Regions from separate parts of the Salmo salar genome. Here region 2 is linked to region 1. The links are chromatin contacts, called in public Hi-C maps. All regions are on one chromosome and are shown on one strand. Each heading gives the region's core, a stretch centred on a gene start, on an enhancer-like site or on the middle of the called end of the contact. The rest is flanking DNA. Distances are from core to core; before and after follow the strand shown.

The links. A called contact is a pair of places that touch in the nucleus more often than the background predicts.
Region 2: a Hi-C map of muscle shows a contact between it and region 1, with 6 times the contacts expected there. The contact joins the enhancer-like site here to the promoter of LOC106561682 in region 1. A contact is called at or near these places in 2 of 3 Hi-C or Micro-C datasets (gill and muscle).

The regions. Positions count from the first base shown.
Region 1 is chrssa10:117,495,630-117,500,603 of Ssal_v3.1, forward strand. It overlaps LOC106561682 (small nuclear ribonucleoprotein F), which reads right to left and starts at 2,579. Exons shown (of 4, transcript XM_014125865.2): 1 at 2,385-2,579. The coding sequence starts at 2,387.
Region 2 is chrssa10:117,572,506-117,577,479 of Ssal_v3.1, forward strand. LOC106561694 (netrin-4) reads left to right here. Exons shown (of 11, transcript XM_045688490.1): 10 at 1-6; 11 at 360-3,257. The coding sequence ends at 580. It overlaps LOC106561684 (methionine aminopeptidase 2), which reads right to left. Exons shown (of 11, transcript XM_014125867.2): 10 at 4,874-4,974; 11 at 3,506-4,468. The coding sequence ends at 4,216. Among protein-coding and RNA genes, the nearest start is that of LOC106561684, 23 kb to the right of the region's middle. Within about 2 kb of position 2,431, at least 1 of the 13 cell types and tissues checked has an H3K27ac peak or open chromatin away from gene starts, as enhancers often do. A contact at or near this core is called in muscle, where this site is marked.

The DNA of each region.
Region 1 (4,974 bases), core at 1,329-3,828:
GATCACCGACAGCATATAGGGAGGAGGTCAGATACCTGGCAGTGTGGTACCAGGACAACAACCTCTCCCTCACATCACCAATGCATTATCATGGTCCAAACACACCAAGACAGTTGTGAATAGTGTACGACAACAGGAGACTGAAAAGATTTGGCATGGGTCCCCAGATCCTCAAAGTTCTACAGCTGCACCATCGAGAGCATCCTGACCGGTTGCATCACCAACTGGTATGGCGAGCGGTACTGTAGCGCCAAGTCTAGGACTAAAAGGCTCCTTAACAGCTTCTACCTCCAAGCCATAAGACTGCTGAACAATTAATCAAATGGCCACCCTAACTATTTACATTGACCCCCCCTTTGTTTTTACACTTGCTGTTATTATGTATGCATCATGGACATTTTTACTGACAGTTGTGGCTGCAAATTACCTCGACTAACCTGTACATCGCACATTGACTCTGTACTGGTACCCGCTGTATATAGCCTTTTTCAATTTTTTTGTACTTTACCGTAAATTCCGAACTATAAACCGCAACTTTTTTCCCAGTTTTGAACCTCGCGGCTAATATGGATTTTTCCCGCTTTCAATTTTTTTTCTCCCCCCCCCCAAAAAAAACCACATTGTGTGACGTGCTCAGTTTTTTGGCGGCATGAAGCTTTCATTAGACCAATGAAATTGCCGAACGGGTTAAGGTCAAACAACTTTTTTGTTTACTGTTTAGATTAAATCGAGCGCTTTTAAACTTCCCATCATTCTGATTACGGTAGTCATTTTGTCACCCTCATCATGGCAAAGACACGGAGAAATGCATATGATGCAGCTTTCAAGGCGATTGATCTGGCTGTTGGAAAAGGAAATAGAGCTGCTGCACGGGAGCTTGGTCTTAATGAGTCAATGATAAGACGTTGGAAACAGCAGCGTGAGGAATTGACTCAGTGCAGAAAGACAACTAAAGCTTACTGCTAATTTGTTATTTTTTGTTACAAGCCGTGTTTCGTTAAAGCCTATTTATTTTTGTTACAAGCCGTGTTTCGTTAAAGCCTGTGTAAAGTTAATTTGTTTCAATGTACCGGTAGGCACCTGCGGCTTATAGACATGTGCGGCTTATTTATGTTCAAAATTATATCTTTTTTAAAATTCAGTGGGTGCGGCTTATATTCAGGTGCGCTTAATAGTCCGGAAATTACGGTAGTTTATTTGGTAAATATTTTCTTAACTCTTTCGTGAACTGCACTGTTGGTTAAGGGCTTGTAAGTAAGCATTTCTACACCTGTTGTATTCGGCGCATGTGACAAAGTTCTTTGATGTGGTATATTGGCCATATATCACACCTCCTCGGGCCTTATTGCCTAATTATATTATAGTCATAATATTAACGATAATTAACTGGTTATATTTAAGCAATAAGGCACGAGGGGATGTGGTATATGGCCAATATACCACGGCTAAGGACTGTTCTTCCCCACGACGCAACGAGGAGTGCCTGGATACAGCCCTTAGCCGTGGTATATTGGTAATATATCACAAACCCCTGAGGTGCCGTATTGCTATTATAAACTGGTTACCAATGTAATTTGAGCATTAGATACACATTTGTCATACCCACGGTATATGGTCTGTTATAAACTGGGTGGTTTGAGCCCTGAATGGTGATTGGCTGACAGCCATTGTATATCAGACTGTATACCATGGGTATGACAAAACGTTTATTTTTACTTCTCTAATTACATTGGTAACCAGTTTATAATAGCAATAAGGCACCTCTGGGGTTTGTGATATATGGCTAATATATCACGACTAAGGGCTGTATCCAGGCACTACTCGTTGCGTCGTGCATAAGAACAGCCCTTAGCCGTGCTATATTGATCATATACCACACCTCCTCGGGCCTTATTGCTTAAATATACCACGGCTGTCAGCCAATCAGTAATCAGGGCCCGAACCACTCAGTTTATAATGTTTATAACAGGTATGACAAAACATTTATTTTTACAGTTCTAATTACGTTGGTAGCCAGTTTATAATAGAAATAAGGCCGTGGCATATCGGCTATATGCCACATCTCCTCGGGCCTTATTGCTTAAATATCCCACGGCTGTTCAGACAACCAGCATCCAGGACCCAAACACATTACAGCTGCATCTCACAGCTAGCTACCTAGATAATCAAACTAGCCTTTCACATGCAGTGCAAAGCACAACAAAGTACATCTTACCACCCTAACTAGCTACCGTAGCTAGCAAGTTGGATAATCACAACAAAGGCGCATAATGCGAATTTATGATAACTTTAATTTGAGTAGTTAGCTATGATATGCCTGGACGTTCACTACATATATTACCAATCCTCATCAAACACCTCATAATATAGTCTAGAATATTTACCATTTTGATTCTGTGTGAGCTTCAACGACGATTGCACGCCGTTATTGGATACAGGAAGTAGTGGTGAACTCTGAACTCTGATCCGTACAAAACAGCACTGTGATTGGTTCAGTTTTTGTAATTGTTCATCCTGATTGGCCACAGAACCGGAGAGAAAAACAGACGGGAATTTTATAATATAGTCTCTCTTGCTCGCCGGGCTAGACAACAGCAGTTGCAGTTTGAGTTGTGACCACTAGGAGGTAATGTTCTCAAATGGATTGAAGTAGCCAACACTCCCAACCATTGTGAGTGATTTGAATAACATAAGAGAAACTTTTATGGAAACTTGAATCTCCTTTTAAAGATGTAAATTATATTATGATAATCGATATTGGCAGCCACATAGTAGTCTAAAGAATGTTGGTAATTTTAGAATGTTTATTTAAATGTACATTTAAATTCACTGCAGATTGTTGCTTGTGCTATTGCTGTACTGTAGTTCATTGTGAATGTCATGGGATTTTTGACACAAGATAGATCAAATTCTCTCTCTATGTCTCTGGCCGTTTTCGAGCGGATCACTTTTGTCAATCCCCAGCTTTCAAAGTGTGTTGCATTATGGGGATAGAAATTGTCCGACTTGATGATTAAGGTGTTTTTGTTTGTCCCATGCAAACGTGTCTACCTGCATGAACTTGATAAAAATCAAGAGATCAAAGGTAATGGAGTTTTGACTGCAGTCGACAGCAAGTTTCTGCAGTTGCTCTTCACCAACCTCCTCCGGCAGCCATGGCCTGCATTGTGGAAGGCTCTATTGTATTTATTTAACCTTTATACTAGGCAAATCAGTTAAGAACGAATTCTTATTTACAATGACGGCCTACCAAAAGGCAAAAGGCCTCCTGATGGGGCCGGGATTAAAAATAAAAAATATAGGACAAAACACACATCATGAGAAAGAGAGACCTAAGACAACAGCATAACATGGCAGCAACACATGACAACACAGCATGGTAGCAACACCACATGACAACAACATGGTAGCAACACAACATGGCAGCAGCACAAAACACGGTACAAACATTATTGGGCACAGACAAGAGCACAAAGGCAAGAAGGTAGAGACAACAATACATCACGCGAAGCAGTCACAACTGTCAGTAAGAGTGTCCATGATTGAGTCTTTGAATGAAGAGATGGAGATAAAACTGTCCAGTTTGAGTGTTTGTTGCAGCTCGTTCCAGTCGCTAGTTGCAGCGAACTGAAAAGAGGAGCGACCCAGGGATGTGTGTGCTTTGGTGACCTTTAATAGAATGTGACTGGCAGAACGGGTGTTGTATGTGGAGGATGAGGGCTGCAGTAGGTATCTCAGATAGGGCGGGAATGAGGCCTTAGAGGGTTTTATAAATAAGCATCAACCAGTGGGTCTTGCGACGGGGTTACAGAGAAGTATAGAGTGCAGTGATGTGTCCTATAAGGAGCATTGGTTGCCAATCTGATGGCCGAATTGTAAAGAACATCTAGCTGCTTGAGAGCACCCTTGATGATTAAGGTGTTTTTGTTTGACCCATGCAAACGTGACCAAAGACGTGACTGAAACAGGAAATAACTTTGCCGCAATTCATGTATACAGTGGATATGTACAAATTAATGTGATATTTGAGGCTCTCTCTCACCAGGGGCGAACTGGGACAAAAATTCAGCCCTGGCATTTTATCCACACCAGCCCCCTCTGAATCAGAGAGGCGTCCCGTGGAGCAGTTGTTGGGGGTTAACTGTCTTGATCTATGGCAGAACAGCAGTAAGTCTCTCTCTCTCTCTCTCTCTCCCTCTTTCTCTGTTTTCTCTCCATGTCCACTACACTTGACTGCTGCAGCAGCAGCCGATATGTCTGTGCTGCTAAGCCTAGCATCACTGGGACCAGAAGACCAGGGGGACCACACTGCCTGTACAGGGCCCAGCAACATCCTAAGGTAACACTTTATTTTAAGGGTCAATAATAAACCATTTCTAAAGTATAAATAGCACTCACTTTAGATTAGGGACTGCAAAAATACTTTACTAATAATTAGTAAATGGTTTGTTAATGTGGGAGTAATGATTCATAAATGGTGAACGCACAATTTATAAATGCCTTATAAATGGTTTATTATAGACCCATAAAATAAAGTGTTACCTGTCCTAGTTGTGAATGAATTAACACATATATTAGACAAATAAGAAAATCAGTGAATGAATGCCTTATACAGGACCATTGGCTTATAACAGGGCTACTCCAGTACTATTTGAGAAGGTCCATGTAATGAACACGAGGGGAGACAGAGAGCTGGTTTCAAGCGCAGGGCACAGCAGGTGTTTATTGGTAAAGGACCACAGGAGGAGGCAGGTAGCTGGGTCCAGGGGCAGGCAGAAGGTCATACACAGGAGAAGGCAGGTAGCTGGGTCCAGGGGCAGGCAGAAGGTCATACACAGGAGAAGGCAGGTAGCTGGGTCCAAGGGCAGGCAGAAGGTCATACACAGGGGGTCCAAAAAGGCTAAAGTACAGGCAGGGAAAAGGCTAGTAACGTCGTCCGGGAGATCAGGAAATATGTTGATAACAGGAAATCCG
Region 2 (4,974 bases), core at 1,181-3,680, 77 kb after region 1:
ACCCAGGTGAGCTCTTACGTTTTGGCCAGGGAACTGGACCTCGACTGCTTCTTGCCCCAATAGTTATTTTCTCTGACGTCTCTGGATGCATACCTGCCTTGTAGGTAGGTATGCAATCTCTGAACACCTTAAACAGATGGGTGACCCCATATATGCTTAAATAGGCCTCACACTAGACACTTGTACATTAGATACCTCACAGCAACCTCCATCTGTTTCACTATAGCATTCTATGATTTTTTAAAACAGTATGCCGATTTAAAACCTGGCTAAGACCCCTCTCTATCAGTGTCCATTAAAAGTTAATTGACTAAATATAAAATGGAATTGACCCTGCTCTCTCTATTCTACTCCCCCAGGATCAGAGTATCTGGTGGGGGGCCACGAGGACCGGCGGACGGGTCGTCTGCTGGTGAACACCAAGAGCCTGGTCAAACCCTGGAGGCCCAGCCTGGGACGCAAGCTCCTGCACCTCCTCAACAAACACTGTAGCTCCTCCTCCTCCTCTTCCTCTTCAAGGAAGACTGCAGCAGAGAGACTGCAGAATGCAAACGTCTTTAGTCTGCAGAAGAAAGACTAGAGCCATGGAACAAGATGAAGAGAGGGATGGAGAGAGGGGTGGAGAGTTAAAAGTTATCCATGTTTTGGTGGATTGCATGAGAAGGACGATGAGCCGAATATAAAGACGTGTGAGAGTGTATTTTTGGACGAATGTGGGCTGGACATGGGGATACAGCCACAGATCGGGCAATATGGGGAAAGCAGAACTCTTTTGCCATTCAGGGCCTCATTTGCCTGTTTCATCCAGAGACCCACGGAACACATTTCTGAAACGATGACCTCCACGGCAGGACGGATAGTGTTCTGTGCTGAATGGCACTGTGTGGCTCAGTTGGAAAGAGCATGGCTCTGGCAACACTGAGGTTGTGGGTTCAATTCCTGCAGGGATCCTAAACAAAAATGTATGCACTCACTGTATTGCAAGTCACTTTGGTTAAACGTGTGAGTCTGCTTAGTGGTATATATTGGATTATATAATATGATGACAGGCAGCTGCACAGAGACAGAGTACAGACTGTCATCTCCTTTTTTATAGGAAGAGGAAAATAAGTTTCCAAAGGGAAGACCAGATATCCTGAGTGAAGGTTTACTGTATGAGGAAGATTTATTGATTGATCTGACTTCTCATTCTGATCCTGAATGTTCCAGTCCCAAAGACATACTACTGGGCTGGTTTTTAAATCCACTTTAGATTTGTCTCAGACTATAGTTGAAACAAAGCCAAATATAGAACCAAAAGGATATTATTAATGAATGTTTTATCATACTGTCTATCAAATGACCGAGATCTTAATGTTCTATGATTAGCGTTCTGATCTAGCCAAGGTTTTATTTTGGAGTCCTGACGTTTGTATCCTCAGTTCCTGGAGTCATTGGCAGTAAACCTGCAAAAGCATCATCATTTTTATCTGTGTGTGTGTGTGTGTGTGTGTGTGTGTGTGTGTGTGTGTGTGTGTGTGTGTGTGTGTGTGTGTGTGTGTGTGTGTGTGTGTCCACAAACTTACTGTCCTTGGCTCGAAGGGACTGAGCAGGCCTTAACAGGTAGTTTCTCCTGGAACGGCAGAAGAGTAGAGAGAGAACAGAAAAGAGCATGTCTGTCTGGATCCCTCTGGGACTAAAGCACTGAAGACGCTCTCAGTTAGAATTTAACTGACTTCACGTATTCCCTCACTCTCAGTCTGATTTCAATGGCTCTTTGTCAGGTTAGTTATGTCAAAACATGTCACAATGAGGTCTACTTACTCACATGGTTTGGTGTCTTCACTTCTATTGCACTCAGGGATATAGTGGTAAAAAAAACTAAAATAGGTAGGTAAACTCTGAACACCTTATACAGATGGGTAAATACACCTCTATTTATTGGGTGTGAGTGTGATTTAATCACATGGTTCACTGCAGCACAAGGAATGAATCATGTGGCAAGGAGATGTCTCTGTACTCAGATTTAGAATGGTGAACTGAGTTTACTTTCATTTATTTAACTGGGCAAGTCAGTTAGGAACAAATTCTTATTTACAATGACAGCCTACCCCAGACAACACTGTGCCAATTGTGCACCACCCTATGGTACTGGATTTGAACCAGGGACTGTAGTGACACCTCTTGCACTGTGCTTTAGACCACTGCACCGCTCAGGAACATGACTTTATCCTTCACTGCAGCGCCGATTCCACTCTATATCAGGTTGTTGTTGTTAGGGAAGACAGAAAATAACCCCATGTGTGTTTCTCTCATTAGTAAACAAACCCAACATTCCATGAATCCCAAAATAAACATGAGCTACTTAGCTAAGAAAGGAAGGGATGAATTGACGTCACTGTGTCAGATCTGGAGAGGCTCAGTACATATTTGACCCAGACCTAGCTTGCTTCCCAAATGGAACCCTATTCCCTACATAGTGCACTACTTTTGACCAGAGCCCTATTCCCTACATAGTGCACTACTTTTGAACAGAGCCCTGGTTAAGAATAGGTCTGTGTTGCTGTCTCAAAGGCTGCGTTTACACAGGCAGACCAATTCTAATATTGTTTTTCAGATTTGATCTGATTAAGGTCAGCATATTGGGCTGCCTGTGTAAACACTGCCTAAGGAGTAGCTAGGTCAGTAGCTGCTGGCCTGGCTGAAGAGACATGATGCATTCCTGCACTGTGGCATCATCCGACTGCTTCGCCCTTTGTCCCAAAGACTTTATTAAAGGAATTTGCAAGTGGTGGATGGAGCAGAGGTATGAGATCATGAATGAAAAGGGACATGTAACATATTATCATAATCATATCAGCTGTATGTCCTACTTAGCTACATACTGTAAGTATTAGTTGTTATAAAAAAAAAATACATATTTTTTTATTTAACTAGGCAAGTCATTTAAGAACATATTCTTATTTTACAATGACAGCCTAGGAACAGTGGGTTAACTACCTTGTTCAGGGGCAGAACAACAGATTTTTACCTTGTCAGCTCAGGGATTCGAACCTTGCGGTTACTGGCCCAACGCTCTAATCACTAGGCTACCTGATTTGTTTACATCTTACATTTTCCTTAGATTTACATAAATGAGCTACAATTTGCATTTGATGGCAAATGCACAGATATCATGTGGAATCCATGAACTCCACCTTTTAAAGGGACGTCTGTCTGTCTATATGTGATACCTGACATGCATGTATGCATTACGGCTAATAAATAAGTCAATGGTTTATTGTTCTACATGTTGTAGGAATTCCTTTCTGACATGGTTCAGTACATCTTTGAAGCTCAATTTGAATGTGTATTCCTGTTAGTTGTTTTGCCACTGAAACCACTGGAGTACATACTTTATGAATGTAATAATATCGCCCTCCTTTGGTTAAAAGTGAGAATAGAACACTTCTACTCCGCAATTTGAATCGTTGGCTTTGGCATGATCACTTTACATTCAAACACGAATACAATAAACAAAAACAGGTTTAAGATGTGCAACAATTCAATTTATTAATTTTTTTAAAAATCACCTCAAAATAAATAGGGACAGAGAAACAAAATATAGAAATATAAATAATTTCATAGCATTATTATAGTCAAATCACAGGTTATTTTCAAGGCATTGAATATGCTTTGAATTATTAAATAATACATTGAGGTGTCCACCCAAAACATAGGGAGTCATTTTGCATATTTCATTTAATTCTAAATAAGCAATACAGGAATCAAGTAAGTATAATAAAGAAAATGACGATTATAGTTCTTGCTTTTTATATGCCCTTATTTATTGGCTTAATCCTTTGAAATAATACTTATATTAATACATATGTTAAGTAATAATTAACGGTCTCTTGCTAAAACACTTGAAGGTAGGTGCAGAAGGTAGGATTCAAGCAACTTAAAATTACATCACAATAATAACGTTGCATAAATGTTATCATCAGTCGAGGACATATTTCAGGGATCGTGTTCATTAGGCACCAAACTGAAAGAAAAATGCACGGAAACACAGAAGGACTACCTAGACTTGTCCAATAAGAAACGTTATTAAAGGGACATAAACGGAGTGGAATTTGCATGTGTTGAATAGAGCGGTGTTATGGCATCCAATGAACATGACCCTGATTTATCTTCTCTCATTCTTTCTCTTCCTGTTCTTCCTGGTTCGAGGCCAGCTGGCCCAGGGAAACGTACTCAGTAGTCATCACCCCTGCTCACCACTTCCTTACAGGTGGGCCTGAGAAGGATGGTGTGTTCGTATTGGGCAGTGTAGGAGCCCTTGGTGTCACAGAGCGGAGGGTACGGGTCTATGATGCCCAGATCACACAGGTTCTTCAGGGCCATCAGGTACTTGCTCTCTCCCTGCCGGTCCAACCAGCGGCGGCAGAACGCCAACGTCCCGAAGTTCTCATTGATCACATTGAGCAGATGCTTAGCTCTGGGGAGCCTGTGACAGCACAATGGGAGGAGGCGGGGACACAGAGGGGAGGAGGGGAGAGAGATAAGGATGGTGTTTGCAGTGCAGTAAGGATTATGAGAGCAGTGCAGTGGGATAATCCACAATGATCAACATTTCTGTAAATATGCCATATTTAGCCAGCTGGCTAATTTTTGTCTGTAGTTTATGGGTTCATTGTTTTATTAGTACAGTAGTATTCAGTTCAGGTTTATACTGTAAGAATCAGCACGTTGGAAGGGATTGGACTGAACAGGGTCATTCGCCCTCGATGGTGAACAGAATGACATCTACAGTATAGATTTCTACTTAGCATCGATGTTCAGTATCATCATTCAGCATTAAAATCAGGTGAGGCTCGCACTCAGTGAGCTCCGACCGAACTGAGCGACCGACCTTATTGGCACGTGTCCAACGTTGAAGTTTTTCATGTAATGCGAGCAGTCCATGTCACCGTGAACAGCTCCTCTCCCAGTGCTGCCAAACGTCTCGATTGC